2 separate regions of the Urocitellus parryii genome follow, and region 2 is linked to region 1. The links are chromatin contacts, called in public Hi-C maps. All regions are on one chromosome and are shown on one strand. The core of a region is the stretch at or near the end of the contact, and the rest is flanking DNA. Distances in the headings are between cores, read along the strand shown. Region 1 holds the start of Pik3ca (phosphatidylinositol-4,5-bisphosphate 3-kinase catalytic subunit alpha). Region 2 holds the start of Znf639 (zinc finger protein 639).

The links. Hi-C and Micro-C count contacts between places; a contact is called where the count stands out from the background.
Region 2: a contact with region 1 is called in a Hi-C map of muscle, with 6 times the contacts expected there. The contact joins the promoter of Znf639 here to the promoter of Pik3ca in region 1. A contact is called at or near these places in 2 of 2 Hi-C or Micro-C datasets (liver and muscle).

Annotation. Positions count from the first base shown.
Region 1 is chr2:138,914,084-138,921,661 of mUroPar1.hap1, forward strand. Pik3ca (phosphatidylinositol-4,5-bisphosphate 3-kinase catalytic subunit alpha) reads left to right here and starts at 4,042. Exons shown (of 21, transcript XM_026382822.2): 1 at 4,042-4,363.
Region 2 is chr2:139,071,578-139,079,155 of mUroPar1.hap1, forward strand. It overlaps Znf639 (zinc finger protein 639), which reads left to right and starts at 3,958. Exons shown (of 6, transcript XM_026382868.2): 1 at 3,958-4,392; 2 at 6,115-6,341.

The sequences.
Region 1 (7,578 bases), core at 2,792-5,291:
CAGGAAAAAGGGCCTCTAAGGTATGGGGAACTTCCAGAGGAAAGATCTGTAAAAGGGGAATCCCCTAATTCTGTATGGAAAGCTTCACAAGTCTGGAGCTCACCCAGAGTTTGTAAATGTTGAACAGATCAGAAGAAATATAGCAAGATTTTGAGACTTGAACTAAAATGTAAACTACAGCTCTAGTGTCAGACTACCCTCTAAGTAACACATGCACAGGGCAGGCCCAAAGCACAATAGAAAAGGCATTGAAAACTGAACTGAGATCACAAGATTCACTCAATCATGTTGATTGCCTACTAAAACAAACAAATAAAACTTTAGCTTTATCCAGATCACAAGAGGACCCAGAATGAAATCAACATTACTTTCAAATTTTATAATTCCAAAGTTACTTGACACATTAAAAAACAACAACAACAAAAATACAATCAACACATGCCAATACTGAGATGCCCCAATTGTTGACATTTTCAGAGAAAGACTATAACAGCTACTAACTGTGGTCTCTAAAGTCTAACAAACCTCAAAGGAATGCAAAATACATGTTCCAGCACACACACACACACACACACACACACAAAGAACAAAACACCTAACATCATCATCAAACACACACACACACACACACACACAACAAACAAACAAACAAAAAACCCTAGTTAAAAATCTAACTTAATAATGAAGAATTGAAAAATAACTAATATTTTAAAGATACCTTGGTGGGTTCAGTAGCAAAACAGATATCAAGAATCAGAAGTAAGTAACTTAGAAGATAGATTAACACAAAATATCCAGTAGAGACAGATATGAGGAACAATAAAGAGGAGAAAGTTGAAAAAAAATTAACAGTGCTTTAGAGCCATGTAGGACAATATCAAAACATCTAATATTTATTAGATTCCTGAAGAAAATTGGGGAAGAAAAAAATATTTGAAAAAATAATTGCTAAAAACTTTCCAAATTCGTTGAATTACATAAATTTATAAGCTCAGAAACTTAACAAACCCAAACAGAATAAATTATAGAAAATAACAACTAGAAATATAATTAAACCACTGAAAACCAAAAAACTTAAACCTTGAATTAATATAGGAAAAAAAAAAAACGAATTGCATCCTATTTGAATGACCACAGACAGGTCCTGAAGATGATGAGGGAAAAGTGTTAAAGTATTGAGATAGAAAAAGAAAAAAACAAACAAACAAAAACAATCCCTGTTACCCAGTCTTCTATAATCAGCTAAACTATCTCAGGAATTACAGTAAAATTAAAATGTTCTTAGAAAAATGAAAACTAATAAAATTTGTCAATGCTAAATTTCTTTAGATTAAAGAGAAATGATAGTAGAAAGAGTATAGCAAAGGAGTGGTAAGAGACAATGGAAAGCATATATGGTTGCAAGTATTCTTTTGACATTTTATTTGAAATTGTATAATATTAACACAAGTAGACTTTGAACATTTATGTATAGTAGAACCCATGAAGCAACTACAGAAGGAGAAGGAGAAGAAGAAAGAGGAGGAGGAGAAATATGTCTATCTCTCCAAAAGACAATATATAAAGTGTTTAAAAATGTTCAGCTATTTCAAAAGAAGGCAGAAAAGTAGGAACATTAAAACAAAAACATAGGGGACAAATAGAAATCAAATCACAAATAGTAAGCCTAAATCCTATACCAATAATTACAGTAAATGCAAATCATCTAAATACAGCAATTAAAAGGCAGAGATTAGAGGTTCTTTTAAAAAAGACAATATATGCTACCTACAGACAATCCACTTTAAATACACACACAAAAAAAAGATAGGAGAAGATATAAAATGCAAACAAATCAAAAGAAAGCTGGAGTGGCTATTTAACATGAGACAAAGTAGATTTCAAAAGAAGGATAGAGAATGTGGCTCAGTGGTAGAGTGCTTGCCTAGCACACACAAGGCCTTGAGTTTCATCCTCAGCACCACACACAAAAAAAAAGAGGAAAAAATTGCAAACATTTCTTAAAATATGATGAAACATGTAAGACCCACGATCACTAAAGAAGCTAAAGGCATAGACTGTGAATTAAGTAATAAATGCTATTCCCACACCAATAAATACTTTCATGTACTTTTTAAGAGGATGCATTCTATCCCGTGTTTATTCCTAGTCTGGAGGAAGGCACTGGTCTTGCATGGGTATGTGGGGAAGGCTCACTGGAATCCATATACAGGTGTGTAAATTTTTCCTCTTCATGGGCATTTCTTTCTTTAATTTTCTTTACCTGCTCCCCTAACATATCATCCAATCATTTCAATTGCAAAACGACAGTAAATAACATATATACAATCTGTCAGTCATTGCTTCACAACAGGTATGCATTCCAAGAAATCTTTAGGCAATTTTGTCATGGTGTGAATACATAAGAGTGCATTTACAGAAACTAAGATGACTACATCACTATGATTAAAAAAAAATGTCATACATTCAAGTACCAGATATGGCACTTTCTGCTTTTAAGACACGATTTAATAGCAAAAATCATATAATTAGCATCATTTTACTTATTAAAAATAAATTTCAGAAAGAAAAATTTCTTTGGCGTGAATTTTCCCCACCAAGCACTAGCTATTAGTATCTCCTAGAACTTTGTGCTTGAAAACACTACCTTAAGATCCTAAGATTTACCTTGACTATCATTTCAGTGTTGTTTTTAATTCTCTGCTCCTGAATAACACAATGTTCTGAAACTACTGAAAACACTAGGTCAAGAAAAATATCGAGAAACATAAAACCCTAGAGTGTGAGATGAAAACCAGTGCTTAGGAAGAAAGAAAAAACAGGAAATACAGAAATACACTCAAGTGAAACTATGACCGCACAGAGGATTGGGTCTCATATAAGATTGGGTTACAAACATGTCGTGTTCAAGAAGACTGGTATTGGTCGTTTTTGCTTCGGATGCTGAGTAGACTGTAACATCTCTAGAGCGGGATACTGCCAAATCGTATGGCCTTAAAAATTCAAGGGGGATGAGACGCGGGAAAACTTTTATCTCAGACTTCTGATCACAGCTCCTACCCCTTTTCAATACAATAAAAGACCACTAGAGGGAGAAAACTCAGAGAACAGGAGCCTTAGCAGTAACCTCAAAAGATTCCATTACTGTACTCTCACACAAAAAGAATGCTTTGGTAAGCAACACCGAGACACCAAACACCCGGAATCTAGTCTATTGCCAACATAGCTTTTCTGAAGCTTGTTGACTGTACGTGGAAAACAAACAAACAAAAATTTTTCTGAATAGTCAAGACGAGAATCCTAAAAATTAACTCAAATTAGGAGAAAAAAAGAGCGGGGGCACAGTAAAAGGTCTTCCCAAAGCGAGTCAAAGGATTGAAGAGGCCTGTGGCAGTGCATTCTACCTTTGGGATGGGCTACAACCTAAACTAATGTTGGCAGAAGGACGCGCAGCAACTCTGTAATAAGCCTTCTTTACAGAATCGACAGTCACTTTTGGTTAGCCACTGACAGCGGAGGTTAGTCAACGAGCTCTCTTCGTTTTCCCCCAACGAATCTTTCCTCTATGGGCATAAAAGTGAATAAACGCACTCGCTCCCAATAATCCTTTCTATACCTCTACCCTAGCCTGCCCGTCGCTTGTAGAAACAAATATATGACACATACGCTGTCCTAGGATGACACAACACCCTCACTACTGCAGAAGACCAGGCATCAACAGATACTCGCCAAAAACCCAGCCCCACTGACACCCCCACTCCGGGCGGAAAAGCATAGCGCAGGCGCAGTAGCACGCTGTTGGCCGCTTTGCCCACTTCCCCCGCCTCCTCGCCTCAATTTCACTTCCGTTCTGTTGCACATCTACTTCCGGGGCATTGCAGACTCGGCCCCTCCTTAGCTCTAACCCTCCTCTGCCCGAGGGGGGGAGTCGAGGGGGTGGGGAAGAGTTCGTTGTTTGTTTACACGATGTGAGCGGAAAAAGAAACCAATAAAGTTTATTCTGGAAACAAAAGGAAAAAAAACAGGGGCGACAGAGAAAGGAGACGGGGGCGGGGGCGTGTGGCGGGGGCTAGCGAGAACAGCGAGCAAGAAGGAGAAAGCGGCAGTTCCGGTGCCGCCGCTGAGGTCTCGGGCTGCTACTACTGCGGCCGCTGGGGCTGGGGCTGGGGCCGCCGGCGAGACAGGGCTCGGGCCCGGCCGGGCAGCTCCGGAGCGGCGGGGGAGAGGGGCCGGGAGGCGGGGGCCGTGCCGCCCGCTCTCCTCTCCCTCGGCGCCGCTGCCGCCGCCGCCGCCGCCGTCGCCGCCGCCTGCGGGGCTGGGACCCGATGCGGTTAGAGCCGCGGAACCTGGAGGAGCCCCAAGCGTGAGTATAGCGCGGACTGGCCGGGAGTGGCGCGATGGGGATGGGGACCGGGTGGGTGCCGGGGAGTCCTGGGCGCGCCCGCTGTGTTGGGCGGGGGCTACGGCCGGTCGTCTGCCAGCGTTGGCCCGCGGCAGAGTTCGCCTGCGATCGCCGCTCCCTCTGCCTTGTACGCCTCGCCTGCCCCTGGCCTCTCCTAGCTGCAGAGGCTAGGGCTCACCGCTGCCTCTCCTTTCTCCCTCCGGCCGCCGCCTCGCTCCTTGTTTCCTTCCCCTCCCATTTTTGGGGATGGGGCGGCTGGAGGCAGAGGAAGTGCACCCAGGGCCGCCGCCCCGGCCACAGTGGCTGGGTCTCGAGTGCCCCGCACGCCCACCCGGCCCGCGGGTGGCAGGGCTGCCGCGAGCACCGCGGCGTGAGGGAACTCTGAGCTCTTCAGAGGGGCTGTCACGCCCGAGTACTCTGGCCGCCCAGCCCGGCGACCCTGCATTTTCTCTTACTGGGTTTAAATCGCCCGGTAGGGGTATGGAAGGAAAACCTCTCCCCCCCACCTCACAGTTCCCCTCCCACCCTTCCTTTCGAGGTTGTTTTTTCCTTTTAACCAGACAGTCAAACGTTTAGATCTTTCATTCATAGACCTGAGACATTGTCTCATGTGACTTGTTTCTTTACTAAGTCTTTTATGTGATGCCTGTTTCATAGCTCCTAAGTGGCTCAGAAAGATAGGGTAGCGCCCAGGATTGGGCTATGTAAACACCAGACGTTCAGCCAGTGTGTTTTGACCGCAGCTTGAGGGATTTATTTTAGGATGCTAGAGGAATAGTGGTGGTGGTGGCCAACCATGTTACTAGACTTGGGAATCGGAATCGAAAGCTATTTTCTTAGATGTCAGTAATTAGGGAACTGTTTACATAGTTATATAAAGGGTAAGGGGAGCACAACAAAAGGGGGCTTTGTAGAACAAGTCTGCATGTTCTTTAATGAATTAGAGTTGTGATTTCATCTTCATGAAGCTTCCTCATTCCACCACTGCGCCTTTGTGCACATGCAGAGCATGGATTTGTGGGACGATGTTTTGTATCATAGTTTGTGGAGGCCAGGGGGGAAAAATCCTAGAAAACTTGGGTAGGTAAATTTCAGGTAATCGGGTGATTTTTTTACTGCGACTCTGAACCACTTTCGACAATGTTGATCGTATGTTTTCGTGCTTAGAAACTATGTTCTCTGGGTATTTGTTTACTTTGCACTGTACAGAATTCGTTATGTGTCAGACTGCGTATTCTAAGGAAGGTCCTGGAAAATACTTAAGATACCATGTTGCTAAATTAGTTTTGTTAATCAAAACACTTTGTTTTTTTTTTTACTAGTGGACCCTCAAAGAACTACAGTGTAAGATTTTGTTAGCATGACTGTATATGTAAATTTTAAAAATTTTTAACTGAAGCATTGAATTCTGGTTGGTAGCATAGATCACCATCTAAACATCACATGTTCTGGAAAATTATAATTATCAGATTAACTGTTCTGCAGTATCATCAGTCAAAATTATCTCGAGAGCCGTGTGTGTGTGTGTGTGTGTGTGTGTGTGTGTGTGTGTGTGTCTCTGTGTGTCTCCTAGCGCACAAATGTGTGTTCAGTGTTTTTTGTTTTTGATTTTGTTTTTGTTTTTTAAACTTATGGTTTGGGACAGTGTTTGGGTGGAAATAAATAACTTTACCCAAGTTATTTTGCAGTTTTCAAAACAATGTTTTTCCGTTAAAATTACAAAATTGGTAACTGAAAGAATGGTAGCATGACAAAATAGAAATAACAACATGATGGAAATAAGAAAATAATGAATTTAACATTTTATAATCGATTGAGTATGAATTGAAAGGCAGTCCTACCAGTAGTAATTAAAGAATTTAAAATGAAACACATATAAATGCACAACAGTGATTTTATTTATCTAAAGTTTTTTTTTAATTAGGCTAATTGGGTATAGCATTAAAGAAGTGCAGTTAAATACAAATAGTGTATGTAAACTGAAAATATACTCTATGAGAGTGTATATTTTCATGGAGCTAAATATATGTAATAGAAGAGCAGTGACTCTGCCTGGCTCTATGCATGGAACAGTCCTGGAGGCAGAGCTTCCTTCCTGTCAGGATAAACTCCTCTCCATCCCAAATCAGTATTCCTTTAAAAAAATAATAATAAAATAAAAAACACCTATATTTAGAAATAAAAAACTTATGTGACATAAAGTAGAGCATAATAACTTTTTTTTTGCTTGAAAAGTTTACTTTGCAGCTTATTCCTCATTGTGCCCTTTACTAAATATTTTTAAACAATTGAGATTATCATGTAAAGGGCATTTGCTTTGTTGATCTGTTTATTTGAAGAGAGCTAACTTAGTCCCACTTGATCTCTTTAGCAACTAGAGCAGCATTAAAAGGATCAGTTCTCCATTTTATTTTTCTATAAATTCCAAAGTAGGGACAATTCTTCAAATGAAATGTGTTTCTAAAGCTTCATAAAAGATTTCATCTCCAGTGAAACTATGATCTTAAAATTTATTCTTTTTTGGAATCATAAGTCTTTGGATATTGTGGCTTATATTTTATTAGAACAATTGTCAAATACTGTAAAAGAAGTTTTTCTCTTGAGCTATATAACAATCCATAGATGGGTATTACTATCCCTAGGAAATGATATTCTAATCTGAGTTCGGACAATTAACAGGTGACAGAATTATTGACAAAAGTAATGTTTTCTTACTCCTTTCATTCTGGTATACTGCCTCTAGTCAGCTCCAGCTCATTTTTAGAACTAGAGAAACTAGGAACCAGAGAGGTATAATTACTTAAGATCACCTTTTCTGTTTTGAAGTAATAAATATGCGTATGTAATTCCCTTTATAGTTTAAGAGTGCTTTCCAATCCTAGCTATACGTTAGAATCATCTTGGGAACTTAAAAAAAAATACTAGAACCAGGTCATCCCTAGAAATTCTGATTTAATTGGTCTGAAAAGAAGTCCAGACATCTGTTTTGTTTGTTTTAAAGTTCTGGTAATTCTAATAGATTGTAAAGCCCTGATATTCAAGGACCTATATATTATTTGGTTCTTGCTTCTCTCTCTAGTTTCCTTTTACCTTGCTACTCCCATGGCGCCCCTGGCCTTTGCATGTTGTCGTGTACAAATGTTTGTCATGTACAAATTTCCTGAAATATTTGTGCA
Region 2 (7,578 bases), core at 2,708-5,207, 160 kb after region 1:
CACCACATAAAATAAATAAATAAATAAAGGCATTGTGTTGTGTCCATCTACACCTAAAAAATAATTTTTTTTTTTTTTTAAATAAAAGACACTGTACTTGAAAGGAAAGCGAGGAACCGGGAGACAGGTGAGTGAGAAATAAAGACGGAGACTAGGCAGAGAGTTTATTTGTCAGAGCTGACAAATAAAGGCACATCTCTGTACAGATGGAAAGAGGCAACACAGGCTTAGGCTCTGCAACTTTTACGGGGAAGGCTCAGGGATTAGAGCTGGGTGGGCCCTAATGAGGGTGGTTAAGATTGGGGTTGATATAAGGGAGTGGTGAGCCTTTCTCAGAAAGGCTCTTGGGCAGGAAAGCAAAACTTTTTCTTAAAATGGTGGCTGTCACTTAAGATGGCCATCCAGATGCTAAGCAAGGACCTTACAGTACTAAGCCAGGAGCTGGAACAGATTGGAAGATAAAATTAGAACTCACTGCCTGTGGAAAAACAATGTAAACAGGAATGGAACCAAAAGTTGTGAGGACAGAAGCTTGTGCAAAGTAGAAAGAAGCATTTAAGAACATAAAATTATAAACACAAAGTACTTTATCTTGGAAGAGGCTCACGCAACTGAACGGACTTGAAGCTTAAGCTTCACTATATTCATTGCAAATGTATGATAAGTGGTGATAAACGAACTAATGTGCAAATCGCTGTGGAATTTCTGAAGAATGATCAGAGATATCAGCAAGGGAAAATCCAAGATTTCAAAGAAGGGATAAATCCTGATCTTGATCTTACAAATAGAAACAAAGGAAAGAGATTGCAGATTTTAAAAAAAGGACATGCTAAATCACATAGGTGAGAGAGAGGCAATTTAGTTGTGGAACAGTGAGAAGTACTATTTGACTGGTATGGAACTGGGTGAAGAAAGTTTAGGATGGTGGTTCTCAAAGTATGATTCCTGGCCAGCAGTACCAACATTTCTTGGGAAGAGTTTATTGCCAAGCTGCAGTTGCTCAGGCCCTAGTCCAGACTTGCCCATAGAAAAACTCAAGATAAAACACAAAAATCTATATTTAAACAGAGTCTCTAAATGATTATTATTATTATTATTATTATTTGGTGCCAGAGATTGAATCCAGGGGCACTTAAGCACTAAGCCACATCCCCAACACTTTTTATTTTTTATTTTTATTTTTTATTTAAACAGGATTTCACTAAATTACTTAGGGCGTGACTACATTGCTGAGGCTGGCCTTGAACTTGTGATACTCCTGCCTCAGCCTCCCAAACTACTGGGATTACAGGTATAGGCCAGATTGCCAGACTCAATTCTAATGCATTTTAAAGTGTGAAAAACAATGCCTTAGATTACTTGAGCATAAGATGAAGTTATTTTATTTCTCACAAATTTAATTTTGGGCTGTTATATAAGATAGCCAGAAATAAGAATAAAAGAATTATGATAGAGAGAGAGAGAAAAAAATAATTTTATTTCATACCCCCAAATAAATTACAAATAAAGAGCTAAAGTAGAGAATCTGACCAGAACTTTCATGTAAGAATTTATTGTCTCAGCTTAAAGCCAATAATAGGACCTATAAAGAAAAATATTAGTAGGCTTGATTTCATAATAATTGGAGAACTAACAATACTTAAAAGTAAAAACAAACTAAAAAGAAATATACATATCACCTATCAATGGTAAAAGGCCAAGATTATTAATTTTAAAAAAATATAAACAACATGTTTTAAAAAAATAGGAAAAGGCCATTCACTGAAAACTCATGAAAGACAAATAGCCAATAAACACCTGAAAAAAGAATCTAATTTCAAACAAAAATACATATTAAAATGGAACACTACATTTTACTTACTAAATCAGCAAAGCATTTTTTGAAGATGGAAGCAACTTAAGTGTCCACTATTTAACTGTATGATCCCTTGTAGTAGTGCAAAGTGCTACTAACATTTTAATAGCATAAGGAACACTCACACTACATTTTTTAAAATGTTGTTACAAAACAACATAAACAATAATATTCTAAATTTGAGAAAACGTGTGGAGGGATAAAAATAATGGGAAGATATAGAGCAAAACATTACCATTGATTAGCTCAGAGTTATGGGATAACATTTTTCTTTTGTTCTTCATACTTTTTTACTGTCTCCATTATTTTAAAAACATGCATCCCTTTTCTTTTCTTTCTTTCCTTTTTTTTTTTCCTCCCATGTATCCCTTTTCTAATCAGGAAAATATTAAGCTATTCTATAATGTGGCAAAAATTTAGAAGGATGAGGATTAAATATTCCTAAATCAAAACTATAATGGAATTTAGTAAACTATAAGTTGGTATTTTGAGATTTCAAAGTTTCACTCAAGTTGCCACCCTCCTTTGGAGGGGGAGGTGGGGGAGGAGAGGAAAAGGAAGAACTTACAATGAAACTGTAAATATACATAGTCAAGCTACTCAAAGAATTTTAAATTGCCTTTGATTTGTGATTATGTTACAAGACATCTAAACATTGTAATTCTCTTCTAAGTGGAAGTGTGAGAATTTTTCAAAATAATGCACTGGGTAGGAGAGGGGAAGATGTGTGTTTAACTACAAAACGTTTTGGAATAAAACTTCATCCTAGAATGCAGACTGACACAAGACTACCCAGCGAGCAAAAATAACTAAAGATGGTCGCATGACACCCTCTTGTGGCTTCCACTATATCTAGATCAGGAAACAACAGAACCAGCAGAGAAGGAAGGGAAGGATATAGGTGGTTCTTTATAAATTTATGTATCAATCGCGTATGGATTCCCTGTTCTGTGCCAGGGACAAACTATACTACAAAACAGCTTTAAGTCTCTTCGTACTTATCCAAGTCATACCAACACTCGTGAACATTCGTTTATTTGAACTGAATACACACGAAGATTATGAGGTCATAAAAATTAAGGCTCACCAACAAGTAGTGTCTCTTCTAAATACCATATAGTTTTATTTCCTTAGAGAGGGTGAAGGAATGGGGTAAGGTCTGTTTCCTCCTTTCCAGAGGTTCATTGGTTAATTAGCACATGCGTATCAGAAAAAGCACAACAGAAGTAAATTAAAAACCATGATTGCTGACATGACTTTCCAAGTGACCTTAGACAAGGATTATTATATATGGACCTCATTCATTCATTTCATAATTATTTGAACCCTGGGTGCTTGGCTATAAAAATAAAGTGTCAATCTCTCACAAGCTAAATTTTCTAATTTGTAAATTGAGACTAATTACTTCAACCTGTTGTCAAAAGGATTAGGGGTTGGGGGTAAAACTCAGTGGTAGTGTTTTGTATGCACCAAGACCTGGCTTCCATTCTCAGTATGGGGGCTGAAGGGGATTCAACATGATCACACTTAAAAGTTGCTTTCTTTCAAAGTACACACTTCACCCCTGAGCTGTATTCTCAGCCCTACAGGTCATTTTAAAAACCGTGTTCATAAATTTATTTATGCTCGTTCAATTTAATCCTTTCATTAGCTGCTCAAGGAACCTCTAGGTCGGAAAAGGAGTGAAATAATCTAATCCAGCACTCTATATAATTTCACGTTCGTTCCAAGATTTCTTGAGCCAACGAAACGGGCTGAAGCCTAATAGCCACTCAAGATCTTAACAAGTGTCACTTCTCCATGTGGACACGATCCTAGCCCGGTGTGGTTCTTCTGTGGGGCCTCGGTAAAACCATGACGCGGCCTTGCCCTTTTTGTCGCCAACAGGGTGCTGGCATGCTTTAGGACTGAAATGCCATCTGCCTTGCCTAACCTGGGCAAGATCAGTCGCGTTACCGCCCTTGCGAGAGCACTGTCGCAAGGGGGACTGCTTGCACGCCGCGCTTCTTCGGTTCCTCGCAGCGCGGGAGGGAGGACGGAGCAGCCGGGGGGAAGTTCGTCCGGCCGCCTGGCTAGGAGCAGTTCTAGGCGGTGGAATCACTCGCTGCGTTTCCTCGGGAGGGGCGGAACCTCGCCCGGAAGGGGCCTGTGGCGGCGGAAAGGCGCCGGCAGGGGGCGCGGGCCTCCGGGCCACCCCCGGGGTGGAGGCCGGTGGTCCCTCCCAGGCCGAGTGTGCGGCAGGGCCGTGCACCCGCCCCCCCACCCTCCATCACCTCGTCACCTCCCCGCCCTCTCCTCTGGCCCCCGAGGTGATCGGCGCAGGCGCGGAGCGAGGCGGTGAGTGTGGCCGCGCAGCCTGGGCCTGGGGCCTAGCGGGCTGGGCTTGGGGCACGCGGGAGGGAGAGGGCCGGTCCTGACAGAGCGCCCTGGAGCGCGAGGGCCTGAGCGGCGTCGCCCGCAGCCCGCGGCCCTCTCCGCCCGCGCTCGGCCGCAGCCACCTCAGCTGTGCCTGGGCCGCCTGGGGCCCCGGGGAAACGGTGAGTGTGAGGGAGGAGCGGACGGGCTGGGCGCTGGACTGGTGCAGGGGACGCCGGCGTGCGGGCGCATCTTCCAACGGGAGAGGGCTGGAAGGGCCGGAGGCTTCCTCAAACTGAAACCCTGCCTTCGTTTAAGGCGGGATGGCGTCCCCTCCCCCACCCCCAGAGCCGGTCCTGACTGGCCGAGGACTCTGAGGACCCCCGCGCCTCTCCCTTCAGGGCGCCCTTGGGGTCGTGGTTTGGAGTTCCCCAGCGCCAGCCGCTAGTGGCTGGGCCGGGTCGAGGCGGGCGCGTGGCGCTCAGTGGAGGCGGCGGGGGCCGAGGATTCTTGCCCGGCCCCTGGGACGGGCATGTGTTTTGCGGCGTGGTGCCACGCTGGCCCTCCCGCCCTGCCCGGCAGCTCCGTGACCCTCCGGCGGCGCATCTTGGTGCTCGCGTCGGTCCCGGCGCCCAGTCTCCCAGAGCTGCCCAGACCCACCCGTTCGGGTGCTTAAGCCCCCTCCCGCCACCCTCTCTGGCTTTCTTTGAAGTGCAGCCTAGGGACACCAGTAAATTAAGCAGTTTATCTCCTTACAAAGAGATACCGATTGTGCTAGAGTATTTCAGTGGAGACTGAGTCCGAGTTGGATATATAGTGGACTCTAGTTCATACTTTCCTGAAACATTTTGTTTCAATTTTTAAAAAAAAATCTAGAAAATATATACTTATTTTTATGAAGATAAAAAGGGAAGTTTAGCTCTTTTAAAACTTGTTTAAAATGTAGCTTCTTATTGTAAAGATGTCTTATAGCATTTAGCAAGAAAGACTTTTGCATTGCACAAAAGGCACAGTATGAGAACTGTTTTTTGTATATAGACATTCTTGTTGAAAAAAATGACGGGTGAAAATATGCTAACTTGTATTGCTAAAATACTTTTTCAAAAAAAAATGTTTCTTATAGCCCCCCCCCCTTTGTGAATGTATACCACATCATAGGAAGAAGTGTAGGTGTACATATCAAAATGTTAATAGTGGTTTTTCCAGGTAAATGGATTGTAGGTGATTTGCTCTTTTTAGTAATTTTAATTTTCCCGCGGGGAAACATTATGTATAGTTTGTACTTAAGTGGGGAGAGGGGAATGAGTGGTAAGTTGCATGTGATTCAAAATCTTTGTGATAGGAGGAGAATTGGTGAGCAAATATTTGTTTTGGTACTGACACTGAACCTAGGGGTGCTCAACCACTGAGTTACAGCCCCAGCCCTTTAAAAAAAAATAATAATTTTTTTTTTTTTAATTTGGAGATAAGGTAAATCGCTGAATTGCTGAGGCTGGCTTTGATCTTATGCTTCTCCTTCCTCAGTCTCCCCAGTGGCTGGGCTTATAGGTGTGTTCTGCCGCCAAACCTGTTTTAGTGAATAAATGTTTATATTGATAGCTTTGAATAAAAAAAATCAAATTTCTTCATCAAGATAATTATGCATACAAAAACTTTTTGTTGTTTTAGAGTGTATAGAATATGAATTCTGAAGCTTTTGGCTATATAAATTCTCGAAGTGTATAAAAGGTTTTATGTCTTGGAATTTTAGCTTATTATATAAAGATGAAAATAGCCTTTTTGATATTTGGATGCATTGGATTGGGCTGGAAACTCAAAAGAATGCTCTTTAGGTTGTTGGGTGGGCATTTTATATATGCTGGGTGAGGCATTTATATCATTTCTGTAAAATTCATGTTTGTCAGTTTTTCTTAGGTGATGGTCTTCCCCTCCTTACAATTGTTGGCCGAGAAAGAACTGGAAACAAGATGTAACTTGTTGGTGGCAGTGCTTAGCCATGAAGATGTACCCACATACAGTTAGAGTTATTCAATGTCCAGGAATCAGAAGACATGTATTTGCATCTCTGGTTTTGCCATTTCTTAGTTGACTTGACTTTCACTGAATATGTTTCTTCATCAGTAAAATTGAGGTGGGTTGAACAGTAAGCCTCTCAGTGTACATCACGGAATTTTTTAAAAGACAATCTAGAATAAGGGTTAGGAAAATCCTTAATAAACTGAAGTAATATATTACTATATGATTGCATCTAGTGCTGATATACCCAGAACTTAGTAAAGCAGCAAAAATAGTATGTACCCCTCAATTCTTTATCACTAGAAATGAGAAAATCACCTTGGTGTTAAGAAAAACAGCACATGAGACTGGATTTCGGTTTCTGGCATTCCCTCCTTGCCCATGCTTCTGTGGACAGGCACTCTTCTGAAATTCGGGGGTAGTTCTGATTTAAACACTAATCTACTGGAACTGGATTGGTGACTTTATCTCCCTATTTGTTTCCAACACTAAATAAAGTAATTGAAGACTTTGTTTCTAAATTGGTTAGATGTGGCTAGGGATGTAGCTCAGTGGTAGAGCAACCTAAGGCCCTGGGTTTATTCCCCAGGACCAAAAAAAAAAAAAAAATTTTTTTTTCTAATAAAATTAGTTAGACTTATATTCAAATCCCAACCTCACTACTTAGTAGCCAACTTTGATTAATCAATAACAAGGAGTAAATAATAATTTGGTGAGGGTGTTATGGATTTTGCATAACAGGTTCACAGTTTGCTGTATGGCTGGTTAAGAACCTTAACCATTTCAGGTCTATGATTCAGTATTTGTTTTCTCTATGTTTACTTCCCATTCAGCTGAATATATTAAAATATTAATGCAGATTTATTCCTATTTTGAGGTCATTCATGGCTATAACTTTAGAAGGTAAAGTCAAAGGAATATGAAAAATTTATATAAATAATCACATCAGTATATACAATTTTTAGTGTTTAGTAAAATATACTCAAGGGCTGGGGATGTGGCTCAAGCGGTAGCGCGCTCGCCTGGCATGCGTGCGGCCCGGGTTCGATCCTCAGCACCACATACAAACAAAGATGTTGTGTCCGCCAAAGACTAAAAAATAAATATTAAAATTCTCTCCCTCTTTCCCTCCCTCCCTCCCTCCCTCCCTCTCTCTCTCTAAAAAAAATACACTCAAAAGAGTATTATGCTTGAATTATTTCTTTATACTTTTCTAGTTAATTAAATATCTGGAATAATTGTAGTTTTGAATCTCAGAAATGAGCCACACTTTTGCTTATATGACTTTTGTCATGTTTAACTTACAGGTATTTTTTTTACCATCTGTGGAAACTTTGTAATTCATTTTTCCT